Linked DNA regions of Mus musculus: region 2 is linked to region 1. The links are chromatin contacts, called in public promoter capture Hi-C maps. All regions are on one chromosome and are shown on one strand. Each heading gives the region's core, a stretch centred on a gene start, on an enhancer-like site or on the middle of the called end of the contact. The rest is flanking DNA. Distances are from core to core; before and after follow the strand shown.

Region 1 (5,274 bases), core at 2,048-4,547:
ATGAAGGCCCAGAGAAGTCACTGAGTGAAGCTGTGAAAGTGAAGTTGGCATTTCACTGGAGACGCTTGGATATTGAAGATGCCAGAATCATGAGACACCTGCCAAGAGCAGCTACAGACCGAAGGTGGAACTAGCCAAAGACAGAAAAGTGTGATGTAGTCAACAAAGCTGAAAGGAACTGGAGACCTAAGAGCCCTCTGACCTCAGACGTAGTGATGGAGAATTTGGAGTTTGCTCTGCTGGCTTTCAGTCTTGCTTTGGTCCAGCATTTCCTCACTATGCTCCATTTCCTCCCTTTTGGAACAGTAACATATATCCTGCGTCACTGCATGTTCAAAATATGTGGTCTCCTTTTTTACTTTGATTTTACAAGGGGTTACAATTAAGAGAATGCCATAAGTCTCAAAAGAGACTCTGAACTTTTACACTGTGTTAAGACTGGGATAGACTATGGGGACTGATGTTGGGTTGACTGCATTTTTGCATTATGATGTGACTACTAGCCTATGTGGGCTGAGAATAGAATGTAGTGGTTTGAACAAGAATGACCCCTCTAGGCTCCTGTATTTGACTGCTTAGTTACTAGGGAGCGGAACTGTTTGAAAGGATTGGGGTCTTGTTGGAGGAAGTGTGTCACTGGGGGTGGACTTTGCAGTTTCTAAAGCCCAAGCCAGATCAGTTGGTCTCTTGGTCTTTCTCCCTCTGTCTCTGTCTCTCTCCCTCCCTTTTTCCCTCCCTACAGATCAGGATTTAAAACTCTCAGCTACTTCTCCAGCACCTGCCTGCATGCTATCATGTTTCCTACCACGATGATAATGGATTAAACCTCTGAAACTGTAAGCAAGTCCCCAAGTAATTGCTTCCTTTTGTAAGAGCTGCCTTGGTCATGGTGTCTCCTCACAGCAATAAAACAGTAACTATGACAACCCCTCCCTCTTTGGTCTTGGAAGCACTTTCTCTGTACCTGGCACTGTACACAGTGCTTAGGGTTTGCTTTGCTTTTCTACTTGGATTTTAAATTCTCCCAGATGTTCATGGCTTACGATGGCAATTTTATTCCTTGGGCAGAGCTAGACAAGCTTTGCAGGTGCCCCGTCCATCAAAAGAAACTCACAAATTATTAGTGAACGCCACGAATGCCAAGTTTATTAAAAAAAAAATAAAGAAAGTCAAATCAAAACTAAGCTGTGGGGGCTGGAGAGACAGTTCCATGGTTAAGGTCTTCCAGAAGACCAGGGTTTGAGTCCCACCACCCACATGGCAGCTAACTCCAATGCCAGGGAATGTAATGCCCTCTTCTGGCATCCGAGGGCACTGCATGGATGTGGTACCCAAACATACAGGCAATCAAAACACCCATAAACATATGAGATATTTTTTTCAAAAACTAAGCTGTGTTTATTGACAACATTCTGGTGCTCACAGGAGAAGAAAAGGTAAACAATCAAGGCCAAAACCAAAATAAAGAAAAACAATACCAACAGAACTCAGCCATATGAGGATGGGCCAGAGCACAGAAAACACAAGGCTGTGTGTTCATTAGTAATAACAAAAGTCAGCTTGCTTAGCAAAACTTAAAAGTCTTACCTATGATTTCACAGAAGAGTGCTCCCTCCCACCCCCCCTTTTTTTCCCCAAGAAAATGGTTTTTATAATAAACCAAACACATGAAACCCTCACTAGATCCTTTGTAATTCTCACCAGGGTATAAATGGCCCAACAATACAGATAGAAGTGTGATCCTGAAGGAAAGAGGTACAGAGTGAGCACAGAACCCTTAGTGCATTCCTGTGCCAGTCACTGTCAAGAATTCAACAAGCATTTCTTGTGCAACAGGAGCTGTTCTCTAGTTGAACACACAACTCAGAGGATTTGAAGTACGTGACCTTGAACAGAATATATACACTGCTGACGTATGTTGTGGGGAAATCAACACAAAGGGGCGGGGCGGCTGGTAAAAACCAACTCCATATTGACATGTAAGAGATGGATACTGATGACACTTAATAGTTAACAGTGAACAGCGTGTATGTATGAACAGCTATCCCAATTTTGCTAAAATCACATCCAAACGTATACTTTCCTCTGCCCTGATCTGATGACAGTATTAGTGTATGAATCAAAACTATCTGGTAACTGTCATGATGGAATGGGATGGAATGGAACTACAATGTGGACTGAATCCCAATTCATGGGCTCATTTCTAATCAGGTACTAACTTTCAGACGTGGGAAAATTTACTGATAGACTTAACTGATAATACACTTAAGTAGGAAGTAGGTTACTGGTTTTGTGAGGGAAAGCAAAAGGGTTACTTCAAGTATTGACTTAGAGGGTTATTGAAGTCAAATTAATGGTTAGCTCAGCTTCTGAGGTAGTTTCACAAACTAAGTCCACAAATTTCTTGAAATGCGATTCTGCCCATCGACCCCGAAGTTTTAAGTTCAGCGTACATTTTTCTCACTATTACATTCCCATAACAAGATCTGAATACTCTTGACAAATAGATCTGAATCCTCATTCATGGCGGGTAGGAGTTTGAATGAACGAACGAATGAATGAACGAACGAACCAATGAATGAAAGCAAGTATTAAAAAAAAATGCCTGCAGACATAAGACCTACTGAAGGCAAACAAAGGATTCCAGATCATTGTTCTAACCACGGAAAGAAAACATTTAAGAACGTCATCCCCTGAAACTCATATAGAGGATCCTCCATGCTCTGTAGCTCCAAAAAGAAGGAGCAACGAGGGTGCGGGGGTCGAAAGGAACTAGCAGGTTCGAAAGCCAGTAACTTCAACTGGAAAGCAGAATACAAAATATAAAATGAGGGAAAAAAGCGAAGACAGAGAAGCCCCCGGAAGTAAAATCAACAATCGGGAAAGGAAAGCAACAGCGTAGAAGCGGCCACCGAACGCTCCCACGGCTCAAAGCTGCGAGTCCACGGCCCGCAGGAGGCCCCCGCGAAGCGGGACAGCCACGACCCCGGAACGCAAACCCCCAGCCTGAGGCACCGCGGGGGCGAGTTCCCGGGAACGCCTCCCCGCCCTTCTCAGGCAACCCCGCCCACTGGGCCCGCCCCGTCCCGCCGGCTACTCACCGGATTCGCTTCCCACATAACGGTGCGAAATCGAGCGGAGAGAGCCTGGGGGAGGGGCTAGCCGTGGGGTCGATATGGTGGGCTTTTTCCGAGGGTCCCCAGGAGCGAAAGGACCGAAAGGCACCCTTTACGGAAGCCTTCCTTCTCCCCCTCCCCGTCACAAGCTGGCGTCTTCGGACCATCGAACCTCCCGACTTCCGCCTGGATCCAGCCAATCAGTGGCGGTCCCGCCCACCGCAAACTCGCTCCGCCTCTATGGCGCCCTTGGAACTTCCGCGCGTGCTGTCGCGGGCCGCCTTTACCTGTGTGGTAAAGCTGTTTGAAGCCGGCCATCATACCCACCACGTGATCGTCAAGCGTGGCAGGCTGCGTTTCCTCCATGCAGAACCTACGTTTATTAAAGATCACCTTATACCGAGTTTAGTGGCCAACCAAGTACTAGGCCTGAGAAGCACAACTCGACCAATGGCTTAAAGGTTAAAGCTTCAAACCTCTTTGTTGTTTGCAACATCCTCGAATTGGAGGTGATGATAGTTCTACCTGAGGGTGTAAATGAGCTTGCTGAAATCAGGTGCTTAGGTGTTTGCAATCTAGAAAATAATAAATAAATAAAGGGAGCTATTGGCCACGTGTCACTGGGCTTGGACGTGAACACTGACCAATATGTTGTCCCTGTCCTCGTGGATTTTAGAATCGACAGAAGAAAGCAAAAAGTAATTTGGAAACGCAAGAATGTAAAAACGTGAAATTTTAGACAGCATGGCAAATATGGAGGTTTCCAAGCAGGTTTACCTGAGTGCCTTGAATGCTAAGGCCTCAAATAGGTTCTTACACCGGTCACAAAAGAGGTACGATGGAAGAATATTCTTAAAGGCAAAGAAGTAGTGTGAGACTATAGGTGTATTTTTAAAAATAGGTCAAAGAATGACCACAGATTCAGAACCTGATTGTTTTTTACATTTTAATATATTTTTCCATTCCCATGTGTATGAATCTATTTCTTCAGACTATAGCATTCCATAGTTTACATGTTACACACATATCTTAAATAATCTACTGTGAGAGACACAAGTTACTATGTAACAAAAATTACTATAATCACTATTTTTGTTCAGACATTCATTAACCTCTTTGGAACGAATTCTTAGAAATGATACTGTTCAATAAGAAATTCTAAAAATTGTTGCCAAATGGTTAACCAGTTGCCCAAATACTTATTGCATAGCATAATTATTTTTTCTTACTACTTTGAAGTACATTTGCTAAATTTGCATGCATATGCATATATACATATATTCCTGAATATTCTTATCTGCTAATCCTCTGCTTATTCCTATGCTTTGCCATGCTATTATAATGTATAGATTCCTAATGTACTTGCTCTTTGATAAGAAATATCTCCTAATTTTCTTTTTCAGTTTTTTTCAAAATAATGAGTTCTCATCCAGAACACACTTCTTCCTGTATTTCAGGCCATGTGTCGGGAGTCGGGCTGGGCTGGGTATATGAACCCAGAACCTCACACATGCTAAACACCTCTTCCACCACTGAGTTATGCCCCTCCTGCCTAGGTCTCTGATATCTTTAAGTACATTAAAGCTATTTTTACAACAACCTTTATGTGTTTGATTTGGCTATTTTATAGGTTTTTTTTTTTCCAAGTGAAACAGTTTTCATTGCTCTAATTTAGGAAAGCTGTTGACTTTTGTAAACTTACCGTGTCATATCACCTTGCTAACTCTTAAGGCTTCAAAGAAAATGAAGTATAACTCTCAACCCTCAAAAGATTTTGTCCTAACTTCCCTGGTTAACTTGCCTTGTCGAGACCCACTCGGCCTTGAAAAGGACTAGCCCACAGTTGCTTCAATTGCTACTGCTCCCTTCTCAAGGCTAGCTAGCATCATCCTGATACTACAGCTTATTAAAAGTAATCAGGATCTATTCGTGTAGCTCAAGGTCATCTCAAATGTTCCATCACCCAAAGGCTGAGATTACGGTCATGTGCCATCACACCCAGTATAAAATTTAATCATAAGTAAAAGATAAATTAAACTAAGAAAGTCTTATAAAACTAACACACTATGACAAGTATAGTTAATTTCAGGAGTGTAAGGGCAGATAGAAGAATAGTAAATCTTTTCATGTCATTCGTCATATTGATGACCCAGCTTGA
Region 2 (5,274 bases), core at 1,950-4,449, 110 kb before region 1:
TGGTGTGTATGTATGTGGTGTGTGTGTATGTGGTGTGTATGGTGTATGTATGTGGTATGTGTTTTTGTGGTGTATGTATGTGTATGGTTTAGTGGAGGTATGTGTGTGAGGTGGGGGTGTGTGGTGTGTTTGTGACATGTGTTTGTGAGGTGTATGTATGTTGTGGTATGTGTGTGTATGTAGTGTGTGTATGTATTTTGTGGTATATGTAAGTATATGATGTGGCAGGGGCGTGTGGTATGTGTGTGGGGTGTGTGTGTGTGTGTATGTGATGTTTGTAAACTGAAGAAAAGAGATCGCTGGCTGGAAGTGGTCTGCCTGGTGCTGGAAGCTATTTGCATACTACCCCAGGGCTGTGAGGGGCATGTCTACAGGCTGCTCTCTAGCACAGTAGTCTTCGTGTGGAGGAGGAGAAGGCAAACGCTGGGTGTTGGAAACCTCAGGGTCTAGACCCACTTCTGTCAGTCACTGACAACTGACCAAAGACTGTGATTTTCTAAATTTATCCTTTCCCTATCTGTCCTCCCAACACCCGATGTTGTAGCCCTGTGGCTGTTCTGCTCCTCCCGCAGCGACTCGTGATATTCTGCAACTATACATTTAGCCTTTTATGGGGAGACATTGGAGGGACCGGGATCTGGGAAACTATGATAAATAGAAGTGATTCTCCCTCAAGGAACCCCTGTGCATTGCAGTCACTCTGTGTGGGAGGAAAGCAAGGGGTGCTTGGGAACCCAGAGACTAGTGCAGGGTCACTGGAGGCTACCTGGCACCCTCACCCCTGCCAAGCTTCTCCCAGCCACCTGGCCAGTGTCCCAGCAGCCTGTAAGCTCAAGCCCCCTCCAAAGAGCAAGCTAAGCAAGTGTCACAAGGGCCCACAAAGTTCCTGTCCCAAAGCTGGGCTTTCCACGGGCTGAGGTGACAAATAACAAGTCTCTCAGCTCTCAGCGCCCACATACCTGATTCTGGACCCAGGCTCTCTAGAGACCAAGCACGGAAGCCAGATTTCTCTTTCTCTCTTTCTCTCTCTCTCTCCCCCCCTCCCTCTCCCTCTCCCCCTTCTCCCTCTCCCTCCCTCTCCCTCCTCCCTCTCTCTCCATTTAAGCATTCCACAGCATGTGCATGGACAGAGGACAAATTTCAGTAGTGAGTTCTCTCCTTCCACCATGTGGCTTCCAGAATGGAGTTCAGGTCACCAGACACAACAGACATCACACGCCTTCGCCTGTGGGGCCATCTCACAAGCTCTTCCCTCCTCCTCTTAAGTCCTGACACTTGGTTACTGACTTATATAGTCACTGGAGGTCTTAGATCCCTGTCCCCCACATAATTGCTGTGTGAACTTGGAAAAGCCACCTAACCTTTCTGACTCTAGGTTCTTCCTCTACAGTATGGGGTCAATAATGATCACAGAGGAATTACTGTTGTAATTATTAAACGTGGCTCTAGAATCCGCAACTACAACTGTCACCCACCCACCTACCAAGCTCTTTGTACAGCATCTCTGGTGCCACCCCTCACTCTGCATTCCACCCAGCCCTGCTCAAGCGTACACAGTCACCTTCCCAGGTCTCTTGCAGCCTCGAGCATGGGTGGCTTCCACCTCTGTCACAGATGTTGTAGGCTTCTGAGCCCCGTTCCAACAGAAGCCATCATGGTACCCCAGGACTGACCCTAATGCTCAGACTCCCTGGTCAAACATTCAAGGCCCTCTTGCCCTCTGCCCCAGGCACTGCCCCTTAATGCATCGAGCCTGCCATTACATCCCCTGGTTCTTCAGCACAACTTCAAGAGGTGTCCCTCCAAGAGCATCCACACTTAGCTTCTTCCTCAAGATCTGAAGGCCACATCTGGCTTGTCATGCCTGCCCCGCTCCTTCCAGAAGGAACAGCACCACCTCCTCCAGACCCCCCGAGCATCGCAGTGTAATATTTCAGAAAAGCCAAGGGACCTCTGGGTCACACCTCTTTATTTTTTAATTTCTTTTTTTTTTTTTTTAGCATCCCCAGACAAAACATTGTAGGGTAGCTTTCATAGACGACTATTATCCATAAGGACATGCATATTCATTCCTCCTAAAGAGGGCCATGAACCTGACCCCTCAAACTGAACTCTGACTTTGTGTGGACACACTGTCCTGGCTGCACACCCCTTTGCCTGCATCACTGATAACACTACTTCTTATGTACCAGCTTCTTCCAGAAATAAGGGACTCACCACCTTATGCGATGTGCCAATCAGGTTCTACCTCTTGGCCTGTCACCTTTGTAGACAGCCACTCATTGACACTTTCTGCCTTCTGAAGTCAAAGGCTAATACAGTAGGGATCCCTGGTTTCCTCCACAGAGGCAAACTGGGCAGGTTCCCTTTAGGGGTTGTGTGGTTAGTGGGAAGACGTGTGGATTGTGAGACTTTCCTGAAATCAAGGGTAGACATCACTGTGCTCTGGTACACAATTATGTGGTACACACGTATGTGCTTACACACAATACACACGCGCACACACACACACACACACACACACACACACACACACACACCACATCTGGGACAGATACAGCACAAGGTCATTGAGTCATACAGCCAGATCACAGGACAAATGGGGATCAGGAGGAAGCTACACCCCAGGATCCCTCCACCTCATCTCTCCCTCTGCTCTGGGAAGTTTTTGGTCTTTTTTTTTTTTTTTTTTTTTTTTTTTAACTGTCTCTCTGAGTTTATTTCCCTGTGAGGTAGCAATTCTTACCCCTGTGCTGGGCCCACGTGCCAGCGGCTCCCAGCAGCTCCCCCTGCTGTCCAGCAGTGTGAATTTCTAGTCACTTCACCAATAAAGTCTTAGTTTCCTCTGTAAAACAGTCTGGGTGTGACTGAAGGGTCCGAGGGGATGGGGGCTCTTTCTAAACCCTGGTGCTCCTAAGCTTTTATAGTCCCTTTTAGGGTGCAGGGCAGAGGGCCTAACCAGGCCTGGGGAAGCCAAGGCTGGGATGCTTGTCCCAGGGTGCATGCAGTCCAGGCCAGCCTCTCCTTGTGTTTTGCTGGTCTGCAGGAAGTGCGTTCTCTGCTGCCCAGCAGAGGGTTTGGGGCGAAGCCTCCCAAGACCTTCCTCCGATTACCTGCAGGGGCGTCCAGTGCGGCTGTCCGAGTTGTCCCCCTGCCTTCTGACTCGCAGCTGTCAGGAATTCGCCGGCCAGCCGGATCTGGTCCGCTGTCCCCGCCTCCGGCTGCATGGCTGGTCCAGCCCCAGCAGCGCCCCACTGCGCGCGCTCCAGGATCTACACCATACCGTGGTGTCCCAGCTTAGCGAAGCAACTTGTGACTGACTACTAAAGCCTGCAGTCTGGGTGGCGAGGGCGGGGCCGTCGCTGACTGGAGCCCAAGACTTCCTGTGCCCCCTCTTTGCTGGTCTTTGCCTTAGAGGACCCTTGCTCAATGAGCCAAGGGAGTCTGTCTCCAGAGCCTCTCTTTGCACTAAAAGCCAGGCACCAGTCTGGGCTTTGTGGACCTGCTAGAGAGAACTCATTCACCCTGAAAAACCGGCTTCAGCTGCTCTCTTTGCACTTAGAAACCAAGGGGATTTTGTTCTTGATGCTTGTCTGATCTTATGTATTCTAGGGTGGGCAGGAATGCGTGCTCAATTAAAGTCCATGCAACACGTGCCTTTAAACAAAGTATTCAATAAATCTTCAAAAACTTCCATGCTTGAAGATAGCCCTTCAGCCGAGTCCACTGCTCCCTACCAAGCTGTAAGCTCATCTTCCAGTTTCGCCACTCGACCCTCAAACATACAGCTCTGCACCAAAGCTGCTACCTGTTGCAAATACCAGGTGCCTTTTCTGGCTGCTAAGACCTCTATCTTTACCCAGAATTCCCCTCTTTCTTCTTTTCCCGTTGGAAACCTACCCATCCAGGCTCCATGAAATATCAGTTTAGGGACCTTTCCCCAAACACTGCCCCTCAGCAGAAGGTCTGTCCTCCTCTGGCAAGTTTATCTATTAGCCATCGCCCCCATACACACACACCCTACACACATAGAAACACACTCTAAACCCAGATCACAAAGAGACACCCACACTCATTGGTACCAATTACTACAATGTATCCTTTCTGCTTGCAGCCGGCCAGTGGCTAGTTCACCATCCCACCCCACCGCAGGAGCCTCAGAAGGGGCCAATATCCTCTCATTCCTTCCCTCAGCGTCTCCTCCTCTGTGCCCTGGTTTTCCCTTCTCAGTCCTGGAGAAGGCTTGCTTGTGTCAGCCCCCAGAGTTGGAATGGAACAAGATGACACATAAGCTTGAGACCCAGCCAGCTAGGTAGCAAATCTGGGTCTCTAGGATGTGTCAGATGGATCGCTCACCTTTCTCAATCAGCTAAACTAAGAAAAGAGGCATTTTCATCACCACCGCCCAAGACAAGGAGGGACGGCAGGACTCATCTTGATGCAAAGCCACTTCATCTCCGTTCTACAGAGGAGAAAACGGAGACCAGAGACACCAAGTCAGAGGCACCTAAGGTCATGGCCATGGTCATTCTCATAACTACTGCCTCTTCCTTCTCAGGCTCCAGCTGGCTTCCATGCCTACAACCACCTCATGGGATGGCAGTCATTTGCCTCTCACTGCTTCATGAGCTATTAATCAGTTAATTGGTCAAGGTATTAGCAGTCAAGAGCCCAGACTGAAGCCCACAGATGTGAGCTCTATCTTGGCAGCTACAGCCTTGGCAAGTTATTGAACCTCTTGTCAGTGCATGGCTAAGGATTCTTGTGTCATAGAAGTTCTAACCCTAGACCTAAGGCTCGGGAAACATCACAGAGGGAAGGGGGGGGGGCATTGTAAGATCCAGAAGACCAGAGTGTCTGCTGCAAGATAGTGTCTTCTATATTTGACAGGGATCTGCACCTATGAAATCTTAACACTAACACTATAGTCACCCAAACAAGACTGCACAATGACATCAATTGATCCCAACACGGAAGTGGGAAATCTCACAAGGCCCCAAGGCAATGAATGGCTGTGGAGATAAAGAAAATGAGACTTCTTCAAGGACAAAGTTATCCACCTGTTAGGTTATCCAACACCAAGTGGTCAGCCCTAAACACACAAACATGTAAGCAACAATAACTGAACGCAGCAGGTCATATTTATATGCACATTGGTGTGTATGGGTGTGTGCATGTATACAACATCAAAGAAGAGGAGGTCATAGCATTGGGAGGGGGCTTGGGGGACATGAAAAGAGTTGGGGGAGGAAGAGAGTGGGGTGGGAATGATGT

What was found. Capture Hi-C pulls out chosen DNA fragments and counts their contacts.
Region 2: a promoter capture Hi-C map of liver shows a contact between it and region 1. The contact joins the promoter of Cracr2a here to the promoter of Parp11 in region 1. A contact is called at or near these places in 15 of 39 promoter capture datasets (the 3T3-L1 cell line, 3T3-L1-derived adipocytes, the HPC-7 cell line and 11 more), 8 of 484 Hi-C or Micro-C datasets (CD4 T cells, CD8 T cells, double positive thymocytes and 5 more), 5 of 115 datasets of contacts at active chromatin or transcription factors (CD8 T cells, bone marrow-derived macrophages, embryonic stem cells and 1 more) and 4 of 9 other capture datasets (adipose tissue, liver, macrophages and 1 more).

What each region holds. Positions count from the first base shown.
Region 1 is chr6:127,451,650-127,456,923 of GRCm38.p6, reverse strand. It overlaps Parp11 (poly (ADP-ribose) polymerase family, member 11), which reads right to left and starts at 3,297. Exons shown (of 9, transcript NM_181402.4): 1 at 3,102-3,297.
Region 2 is chr6:127,559,261-127,564,534 of GRCm38.p6, reverse strand. It overlaps Cracr2a (calcium release activated channel regulator 2A), which reads right to left and starts at 3,199. Exons shown (of 19, transcript NM_001368877.1): 1 at 3,114-3,199.